3 separate regions of the Sus scrofa genome follow, and regions 1 and 2 are each linked to region 3. Evidence: chromatin contacts called from public Hi-C and HiChIP or PLAC-seq data. All regions are on one chromosome and are shown on one strand. Each heading gives the region's core, a stretch centred on a gene start, on an enhancer-like site or on the middle of the called end of the contact. The rest is flanking DNA. Distances are from core to core; before and after follow the strand shown.

What was found. A called contact is a pair of places that touch in the nucleus more often than the background predicts. HiChIP or PLAC-seq counts read pairs in DNA pulled down with a chosen protein or histone mark.
Region 1: a contact with region 3 is called in an H3K27ac HiChIP or PLAC-seq map of skeletal muscle. The contact joins the promoter of GGTA1P here to the promoter of STOM in region 3. A contact is called at or near these places in 2 of 47 Hi-C or Micro-C datasets (heart right ventricle and liver) and 2 of 2 datasets of contacts at active chromatin or transcription factors (alveolar macrophages and skeletal muscle).
Region 2: a Hi-C map of skeletal muscle shows a contact between it and region 3, with 9 times the contacts expected there. The contact joins the enhancer-like site here to the promoter of STOM in region 3. A contact is called at or near these places in 1 of 5 promoter capture datasets (fetal liver), 4 of 47 Hi-C or Micro-C datasets (fetal heart ventricle, heart right ventricle, liver and 1 more) and 2 of 2 datasets of contacts at active chromatin or transcription factors (alveolar macrophages and skeletal muscle).

The regions. Positions count from the first base shown.
Region 1 is chr1:261,586,074-261,589,341 of Sscrofa11.1, reverse strand. GGTA1P (glycoprotein, alpha-galactosyltransferase 1 pseudogene) reads left to right here and starts at 1,374. Exons shown (of 8, transcript NM_213810.3): 1 at 1,374-1,924.
Region 2 is chr1:261,635,467-261,638,493 of Sscrofa11.1, reverse strand. No RefSeq gene overlaps it. Among named protein-coding and RNA genes, the nearest start is that of GGTA1P, 49 kb to the right of the region's middle. Within about 2 kb of position 1,598, at least 15 of the 83 cell types and tissues checked have an H3K27ac peak or open chromatin away from gene starts, as enhancers often do. A contact at or near this core is called in alveolar macrophages and skeletal muscle, where this site is marked.
Region 3 is chr1:261,405,679-261,409,160 of Sscrofa11.1, reverse strand. STOM (erythrocyte band 7 integral membrane protein) reads left to right here and starts at 1,448. Exons shown (of 7, transcript XM_021068281.1): 1 at 1,448-1,632. The coding sequence starts at 1,572. It also overlaps the pseudogene LOC110259667.

The DNA.
Region 1 (3,268 bases), core at 125-2,624, 180 kb before region 3:
ATTTGGGGAGCTACATAGTTCTCAAAAGAAAACAAAACTTCCAGACCCGCCGTGTTAATTTGAATTATTTTTATCTTATTGTTACTGAAATAGGTATAAACCTAGAACTAAGAATGAAGTCCTCATGCTCCTAGCTCTGCACACCAACCATAATACCAAAACAAATCTTTTAAGTAGGTGCAATTACAGCCACAAAACCAATAAAATCCAAATTAGCAACATTAAATTAATGCAACTGATGACATGGTGCTGAAATCAAACCTCTTGCATTGAGTCTAATGGTAGCAGAGTGATGTTTTTACATGTTGCATTCCCTGTGTCATCATCTTTTGATTTTGATCCTGATGAGCTATCACTTCAGCCATGGTCAGAATTACCGTCATAATTTTCACTAAAAAAAAACCCCAAAAAACACATTTATTATCCAATTTGATGGGCTGAGCAATTTAAACACTGCATCCTCAAGTGCAATAATGACAACTGGGAAATACTTTGCATAACATCACTCCTTGTGTATTTATTTACTGCATCATTAAAGACCTAGTGCAAGTGAGTTCACCGATGACAATAATGGCGCAGTTTACGCTTTTGCAAAGGATCCATTGTTCGGATTGTCATGGAGCTCCTCATTCCTGAGCTACCCTGTGGGGCTGATGATTCAACTCTCCCACCCTTTAGTCCACTGAACCCATCAGGAAAGTTCATTATCCCAAGCTCCAAGATGTCACCTGGCTCCCTGCAGCCTCTCTGCAACCGTCAAGTATTCAATCAGATCTCTGTTCTTTTCAATCAGGATGAAACAGTTAAAATTATACATCACACTCAGCTTCTGTGCCATTTTCATGTCACAATTCCAATGCCTTAAAATATTTAAGAAACTAATTTCTTAGTCTCTGAAGTCCCGTGGCGAATGATCCTGGCAAAAGCAAGTTCTGAATTTTGCAGCAGTAAAATAGATGGTCCGGGAGCCCAAGGAGTCTTGTAAAGGCTGAGTGAGGGCAGCCGGATGTGCCTACACCAGCTCATCAGAAGTGAACTGTTGTCACACTGGGCACTAAAGCACCAACTCTGAAATATAATTTTTGTTTATGTTCCTCCTAAAATAACTAAAGCACAAACTCTGAAATATAATTTTCGTTTACGTTCTCTCCCTCTACTAATATTCCAGCAGAGAACAGAGCCCGCGCCAGGTGCCCAGTACCCAGCCCCTCATATCCGAAGCTCAGGACTTGGGGGTTTCGGGAGAGAGCGGCTCCAGCGCGTCGGGCTGTAGCTACTGCATCTGTGCTCTTCCTTCCCCAGGAAACAAATGGTGGATCGGACCTCCCAGGCTCTTCGCGCCCCGCCACCCCTCCCCGTGTTAGGCAGGGCGCCAGGGCTCCGGGGCCCCTCCCTGCAGTACTGGGTGATAGACCCCACCCCACCCTCCGGGTCCCTCCACCCCCACCACGTGCAGGCCGGAGAAGGCAAAGAGGCCCAGCCACCCTCACCAGGGAATTTCTTTTCTTTTTTTGCTGGTTTCAGGCTTTTTTCTGCCTGAGTGAAAATGAAACAAACACCCCCTGCGCCTCCCGGCCACCAGACACACACGCGCACCGGCACTCGCGCACTCGCGCCCTCGGCCTCCTAGCGGCCGTGTCTGGGGCGGGACCCGCTCTGCACAAACAGCCGCGGGCCGGGTGGAGCGGGGAGCTCGCCGCCCGCCGCCCAGTGCCCGCCGGCTTCCTCGCGCCCCTGCCCGCCACCCCGGAGGAGCACACAGCGGCCGGCGGGCCGGAGCGCAGGCGGCACACCCCGCCCCGGCACGCCCTGCCGAGCTCAGGAGCACGCCGCGCGCCACTGTTCCCTCAGCCGAGGACGCCGCCGGGGGGCCGGGAGCCGAGGTGTGGGCCATCCCCGAGCGCACCCAGCTTCTGCCGATCAGGTGGGTCCCGCTGGGCGCTGCCCGAGCCCCTGGAGGCCGCGAGTCCCGCCCGGCCCGGGGCTGCGGGCGCCGTGGAGGCAGCGCGGGGAGAGGACAGGCCACCGCGCCGGCCCTGCCCTGTTGCTGCCCTGCCGTGTCCCCGCTTTTGTTCTCGTCGTTACCTCTGTGCTCAACTCTGACCCCGTCTCTGTCCCCATCTTGTCGGGCCTGAGGGGCTGCGGGCTTCCACGGGGTCCGCCGGATGGAGGCGGGAGAGGGGAGGCTCGGGGCGCGCAGAGGAGGAGGACTGCCCGGGAAGTCTCGAAAGGAGGGAGGGGTCTGTCTCCCAATGTGGGGCAGGGGAGGCGGAGGCCTCCCTCGCCCGGGACTAGGTGGGAAGAGGATGCCTCCGCAAGAGGGAACCTGAGAGTGAAGTGAGGGGCACAGAAACCCCTGAGCGCACAGAGAGGGAGAAGTCGGGGAGCTCAGAGAGCGGAGGACCGAGCCCGAAACCCGGCCGGGGGAAACTTTGGAACGCCGAAACTTTGGCGGCGAAGAGGCCCGCTGCAGCGGGGTGACAGGAGGCGAAGGGGTCCCTTCCAGACTTTAAGCCACCACGTTCCCACTCGAAAGGGACACCACCCCGCGTTTGAAAATGGCAGAAAAGCAGCTAAACAGACTGGTTGCACAAACTCTTGAAAGGCGTCCAAGAAACAGTAAAGTGGGGGAAAATGTCAGTGCGCGAAGAGAGAAAGCAGAGCGACTTGAGATTCCCCTATCTTCCCGCTGGCCCGGGAGGGAGGGAGGCGCGGAGACCGTCTGCGGGCGCCGCTCCTCCCCCCAGGAAAGACAAGAGACCCGGACGGTTGCTTTTGTGGCTTTGCTTGTCGTCGTTTGCCCTCCTCTTGGCCCCTGAGCGGGCCTTGTCGCCTTGTTCTTGTGCTTGGAAATGGGTGGGTCTCGGAGCGCTGGACGTGCGGGGACCGGGGGTGGTGGGGGAGAGGGGGAGTCGGGGCCGGGCCGCCTCCTAGCTGGGAAACCCTTTTCCAGGGAGAACCCGTTTCCACAAACCTGAAATAGAGAGACTGCTGGAAGTAAGGAAATGCCAAGTGCGAAGAGGTTGTGTGTGTGTGTGTGGTGGGGGGGGAATGTGGATGCTTTATTGGACTTATGTGCTTCTTTGGCTACACTAAGCACTTTGTACCTTGCTCGGAGTTATTTCTGGGTGCACCTTGCCTCCCCTACCAGATGGGGTGGGGGGGCAGGTGCAGATCCTCTTTATTATTACACTTGACAGATGCACCACGACTGGATAAGACTGAGCTAAAAGAGGCCCTAGGGTTTACCTGGTCAGGGAGATTTCAA
Region 2 (3,027 bases), core at 349-2,848, 230 kb before region 3:
AGGGATGGAACCCACAACTTCATGGTTCCTAGTCGGATTCGCTTCTGCTGCGCCACGACAGGAACTCCCCTGGGGTTTTTTTGAAAGCGTACTGTCTTTTCAGAATGTATAGCTGAATCTTTTTTCATGTGAATAAATGATTTTGTTTATGGTGACTCTCCTTGTTTTCAAAATGTGCCCCTTAGATGCAAACTATTACATTTAGAACGGATAAGCATTGAGGTCCTACGGTACAGCACAGAGAACTATAGCCAATCTTGGGATAGAACAGGATGGGAAATAATATGAGAAAAAAGAATGTATATATATGTATGTCTGGGGTCGCTTTGCTGTAGAGCAGAAATTAACACGACATTGTAAATCAATTATACTTTAGTAAAAACTTTGTAAAATATGTACCTTGAATTACTTCTCAAATCTGTATTATAAGGGTCTCCCTCCCCTGTGCATCCCAATGAGATGCAGTGACGGTACATGTGTGTCTGGTATATGTGTTCTGTGCATGAAATCATGCCTTTTATCCGTGTATAAAGAACCTGTAGGGGAAGATCTTGTTTGGCTCAGCAGTAATGAGCCCAACTAGTATCCATGAAGATTCGGATTCAATCCCTGGCCTTGATCAGTGGGTTAAGGTCCGACGTTGCCGTGAGCTGTGGTGTAAGTTGAAGATGTGGCTCAGATCCCATGTTGCTGTGGCTGTGGTGCAGGCCAGTAGCTGCAGCTCCGATTTGACGCCTAACTTCCGTATGCTGCAGGTGTGGCCCTAAGAAAATAAAAAGAAAAAAGAAAAAAGAAAGAAGAAACTGTCAAGCTGATGGGATGAGAAATTAAAGTGATTGATCACTCATTCTTGGCTGGAGGAGGCTCCCTCATTGCTTTGTATCTTGAGTAGGTGACAAAAGCCATCTTCAAAATTTCCTGAGTCTGTGGTCTTACTGCCACAACAGTAAATCCTTATGGTCTATATTTTAACTTCGTTGCTGCCTCCTTTGTGTTTCTTTCTTCTTTCCCCACACTTTTATTTTCTGCTCTGGTTGTAGATGACACACCCTTGGAAGCTGCCCAAAATCATTTCTGCAGCAAGGCCGTGTGTGAATCAATCAGCCAGCCCAGCTACAACCAGGTTGCTGGACTCCTGAACCTGTCCCCTTGTTCTTCCAGCACCAGCCAGCAGGCGGCACTAAGGTGCTCCGAAACATCATACCAGGGTTGGGGCAGGGCAATCTCAGGTGCTGTGTGGACAGTGGCTGCAGGTGGAGGACTTGGGGACTGTAGGGGGCAAAAGGCAACTCAGAAACATCAGCATTCGCTGCATTAACTGGCAGGCTGGGCCAATAAATGGCAGGTAGGCATTCTAGGTCAATGTCAGGAGTAAAGAGGAGACTAAGTGGAATGTGCTCAGTGCTTGGCACAGAGTAGGTGCTCAGGAAGTGCTGGGACCCTCCTACAGCATATTGTCCTGGAGGGATAAGTGGTTTTGTTCCTTCATGGGTCTGAGGCCCACCCAGGAGCTTGCTGCCACCACAGCATTGCCCCCGTCACTGTGAGCCTCTCTGCAGGAGAGACCTCTGCTGGACAGGGCCAATCCTTCTGCTCTAGCTCTTCTCTGCGTGATGCGATTCCAGGGGTGGAAAGAGGTAGAACAGCTGCAGCTGGTCCCACTTCCCCGTGTCCTCTGGTTCTTCTTCCAAAAGAGGAAGCGGGTGGCAAGGCCACTTGGCCAGGAGCCTGCACTGTCCCCAGCCATGATCCTCAGTGGAAAGAACAGCAGACAGAACCTGAAAACATGTGTTGGCAGCTGCTGCTCTGATGAAGAGCCAGGATTTTTTTGTTATTTTTTTTTAGGGCTGCACCCGTGGCATATGGAGTCGAATAGGAGCTGTAGCTGCCGGCCTACGCCACAGCCACAGCAATGCCAGATACGAGCTGCATCCGCAACATATACTATAGCTCACGGCAATGCCACATTCTCAACCCACTGAGCGAGGCCAGGGATGGAACCTGCGTCCTCATGGATATTAGTCAGATTCATTTCCACTGAGCCACGACAGCAACTCCAAGAGCCTGGATTTTGATGTCAGGCAGATCTCAGACCAGAATTGCCATCTGGATGCTGCTTACTGACGTTCTAACCTTGAGCAAATTACTTAATCTCTCCGAGCCTCAGTTTCCTCATCTGTAAAATGGGGAGAGTAATATCTACCTTGTAGAATAATTGAGGAGTCAATGAATTCATGCATGTAAGATGCCCAGCCAGGTGCCCGGTTCCAGCAAGTGGGGTCTATCACTAGGGCTACCTTTTTTGATGTTACCTGGGACAAGCAACTCAATCCCACTGAGCCTTGGTTTCCTTTTTTGCAAAATGGGCTTATGGATAACCTCTTCCCTGGGTTGTTGGGAGGATTAAGGGAGTCAGGAAGTTTATCGCCCCTTAGACAGTGGCCAGCACCCAGGTGGTGCCCTGTTGCTATAGGGTGAAGTGGAATCCTAAGACTCCAGGGTTAGAAGGAAGCACTCATTTAATCCCTTTACAATATCCCCTCTAAGTAGGCACCTTAGGTCTGCTTGAATTCTCCCAGTGATGGGAGACTTACCACCTCTGAGTCCCACCACTTTCTCTGTTCAGCCCTGGCTATGGCAACACCCTTCTGTATGTAGGGCCAAGATTCATCTCCCAGTAGTTTTCCAGCCAGGGTTTGAATATATTCCAAACCTTGATCTCCTGGGGGCCATCGCTAACTCCCCACTTCCCTTCCCCGTGACTTCTGCTAAATAGATTAGTCCTCCAGCCTTTGCAAAATTAGATTCTGGATCTGGCAAGCTGGGGTGGGGGGGAGGGGTGCAGCTGAAGTTTTCTGCCCAATTAACCGTTTCCACGCCAGGGCCGGGAGAATCCTGTGAAGTTGGAGATCGGTGTGAGAGGTTGATTATGCTGGGAACTGGTGATGTCCACACTCAGTGCTTGTGTTCAGGAAGCTACTGTCCTGGCTGCCTGACATGGCTGCTTTGTCATGGGCAGAGCAGCAC
Region 3 (3,482 bases), core at 199-2,698:
CATGTGGCTGGAAATAAACTTGAGAGCTCTGCACCAGGCTAGTATCACATGCTAGAGTCTACACCCCAAAGCAAAGGCGATCAGCCACTCCCTAACACCTGTTACAATTGTGGGTGCTCCACTTTCTACCCTGACAACCACAAGGCAGAGCTACAACTACAGAGAAACCCTACCATTTCAATTATGTAAACACCACAGGGTTGGGTATTACACAGCCAAAGGGAGATCTTGGTGGTGATGGAACAGTGCTGTTATCTTGACTGCAGTGGTGGTTATACGAATCTATGCATGAGACAATATGGCATAGAACTATGTGTACACTTGTGCCACTCTCAACTTCCTGGCTTTGATATTACAGTTAAGTAAGACATAACCATTGGGGGAAACTGGGTAGCGGGTACACATAACCTCTCCGTACTGTCTTTGCAACTTCCTGTGAATCTGTATTTATTTCAAAATAAAATGGTTTTACAAGTGCACCTGCTGGTGCACATCACCCTGCTTTGGACGGTTTGCATTAGGACAAGTCATGGAGAATACAACAGAGCCTGGTTTTCAAATGTGAAGTTTCAGTCACCACCTAACGCAAAGCTTGAGGTCGGGGATACCCTTGCCTGTGCTTTTCCCTCCTCCTGGAATTCCCTTTCTGACCTCCCGTGTCCCGCCTGTCCCCCTTCCCAAGGCCGGCTCCTTTTCATCGTTGAGGTCACAGGTCAATGCCACCGCCTTACAGAGGTCTTTCCTTGTCCCCGTAACTAATGCAGCTGCCTTCGGCTATCCTGAGTCCCCTGCGCCCTTCCTCGAGATCTTCCCCACGTGACGATTTGGCTTGTTTGCTTGCTGGTTACCTGTGTCAATGCCACGGGGGCGGGCCCGCTCTACACCCAGCAATGAGCACGCTGCTCGGTGATGGCAGGAGCTCAGAAAGGATTGTATTTGAATAAACGCACCTCACTCGAATTCATTCCCTTAGGCTCGAGGGTGGTGGCACGGTTTCTTCCCCTCACACCATCGGTCCTCTCAGGTCAGGGCGGGCCTCGTCCCCCTCACTTTGGCACACGGGTGCCCCTCGGCCTCCTCCCCTCATTCGGACCCCACCTCGCCCAATGAGGGCACCATTTTCCTCTAAGTCTTCTGCCCAGAAGGGCGCCTTTTTCTTTTTCGTAGCCTTTTCTCAGGCCATCACTCAACTTCCCCTCCCCTCTCTCTTCAGCAGCCGCCCCCCCGGCTCCACGGCTTCTGCCTCTCCCTTCCGGTGCCTTCTCTCCCTTCCGGTGCTGCCAGAGTCCGGATCCCCTCTTTCGGGGCGCCTCGCCCCTCAGGCCACGCCCCCCAGCCCGGGGACTTGAGGGAAGCGCCCCAGAAGCGGCTGCACCGGAGGGGAGGGCGGTGGAGGGTGGGGGCGTGTCCTCCTTGGTCCTGGGCGTCGATTGGCCCGGCCTCAGGGAGGGGGCGGGACCGCTGCCTGGGTCTCGAGATCCTGAGTCTTCGCGGGGCATTCCTCTCAGCTCCTTCTCCAGCCCCGGACCTGGTGACTGCGACGCAAGAGTAGCTACTCTGGTTCGGGCAGCATGTCTGACAAGCGGCCAGCAGCGGACGCCCAAGCTCGGCGGCTCCCCGACTCCTTCAAGGGTGAGCCCCGTGCCCCTGACGAGGCCCTTGGGGTCTCCCGCCCACCCCTTAACCCTCCCCTCGGAAACTAGCCCCAGCCCAGAGGTTCCAGGACTGTGTCCAATGTTTCTTAGACAAGCGACCGCTGCCCAAAGCCGCGGTTTCCCCACTTGTGCGCTGAGGATGACGAGCCCTGCTTCTCGGGCTGGGAGTTAGGTTTAGGAATGTTAAGGTGCAGAGTGCACACCCGGTGCTCGGCACTGAGTGGAAGCGCCAACAGAGGGCGCGTCTCCGATGTTCATAGCCAGAGCAGGGGCTTGCGTTATCCAGCGGCTGCCAGATGCCAGGCCCTGTGCCAGCGCTTTCTGCTCATTATCTCGTGGCACGCACGCGGATGTGGAAATGCAAGAGAGACTGGAGGCCAGCGAGTGATGCAGCCGCGATCCAAAGGCGCACGCCACACCCAGGGCCTGCTTTTCCCTTCCCTCTTCCTCGGAGGCCAGCTCCACCACCCCGCCTTCGCCCACCCCGAGTGAGCCTCCCTCCGCCTGAACTGGAAAGAATTCCTGCTCCCCACCCTGGCCAATTTCCTATTAGCCGCAAGACAGACCTGTATGGTTTCTCCACAAGTGCCTGACATATTTGCAGAAAAAAGAAGAAAGTCTCTGTTTGGCATTCTTCCCATATCTCTTAGCAGCTTCACTTTCTGCCCCCTTTACTTCCTTTGTCCTAGGAACCTCGCCTTCAGGGCTTTTGTTCCTCACAAAGCACAAGTTCCCTACCCTATCAGGGCCTTCCCGATCTTGAAGGCAGAAATCGTGTGAGTGGCTCAGTGTGTTCCCATGTGAAGGAACTAGTACCCTTGAGAGGGGTATCACCTTGAACCTTTATGGCTAACTCCTTGGGGAGGAGGGAGGGTTTCATAAAGAGAGGCAGTAAACCCCTCTGGGTACCGGTTCCTCCCAGAGGCGCTTAGAGGTCCAAAGGAATTATTTCTAAGGATGGAATTTCAGATGGAATGATATAGTGAAAGAAATTTAAAGGACTGGGTGGGCTTTTACAGCACCGCACAAAGAACACTGTGCTGGCCGCATCTATTCTGATTATTTTGTAATTCCAGCCTTGTCCACTGATCCTGTCTTTCCCAGTTTCCCTTCACCAGCAATCTTTGTCTTTAGTTCCTTCAGGAACATCAAAGGAATTATAAAAAATCTTAATCCCTCACTTGTCTCTGCTAAGTACATTGGAGAGTTATCTTCCCAAAGCAGGGGAATGTAACAGGGAGGATGTTTTGAAGTCACAAATTTCTAAGGAATGGAGCCCTACTTTAAGTCTGAGTTTGCCCATATAAAAATTGTGCAGTCTGCCTCTTTGATAGTTGTCATTTCCTAGAAAGGGAGGTGGCAGGATCCTTTCCTCTGTGCCCTGACCTGGAGGGAGACTAAAGGGCTATGGGAACAAGGTTAGAAGTTTGGTGAAACTGCAGTGGGAAATCTGCAACCTGTAGTTCTTTTGGAATAAGCATGATCTTTGTACTTAATGTTAGTTGTTTTTCATGGTTACAGACCAACTTTCACTCCCAAGTTCTTTTTCTTGGTTCTACACTTCACTAATTTTTAGACAGAAATCTTTTAAGAATCTGATGAAAGCTATGCACCCTCTCCTCTGAAAATCATACATACAAACACAATTTTGCTTGGTCTATGTCACCTTTTTTCATTTTTCTTTAATTATTTCTTTATTTTGCTTTTTATGGCTGCACCTGTGGTATGTGGAAGTTAATCAGAGCTGCAGCTCTGGTCTATGCCACAGCCACAGCAGTGCAGGATCCAAGCTGCATCTGTGACCTACACTACAGCTCTCAGCACTGC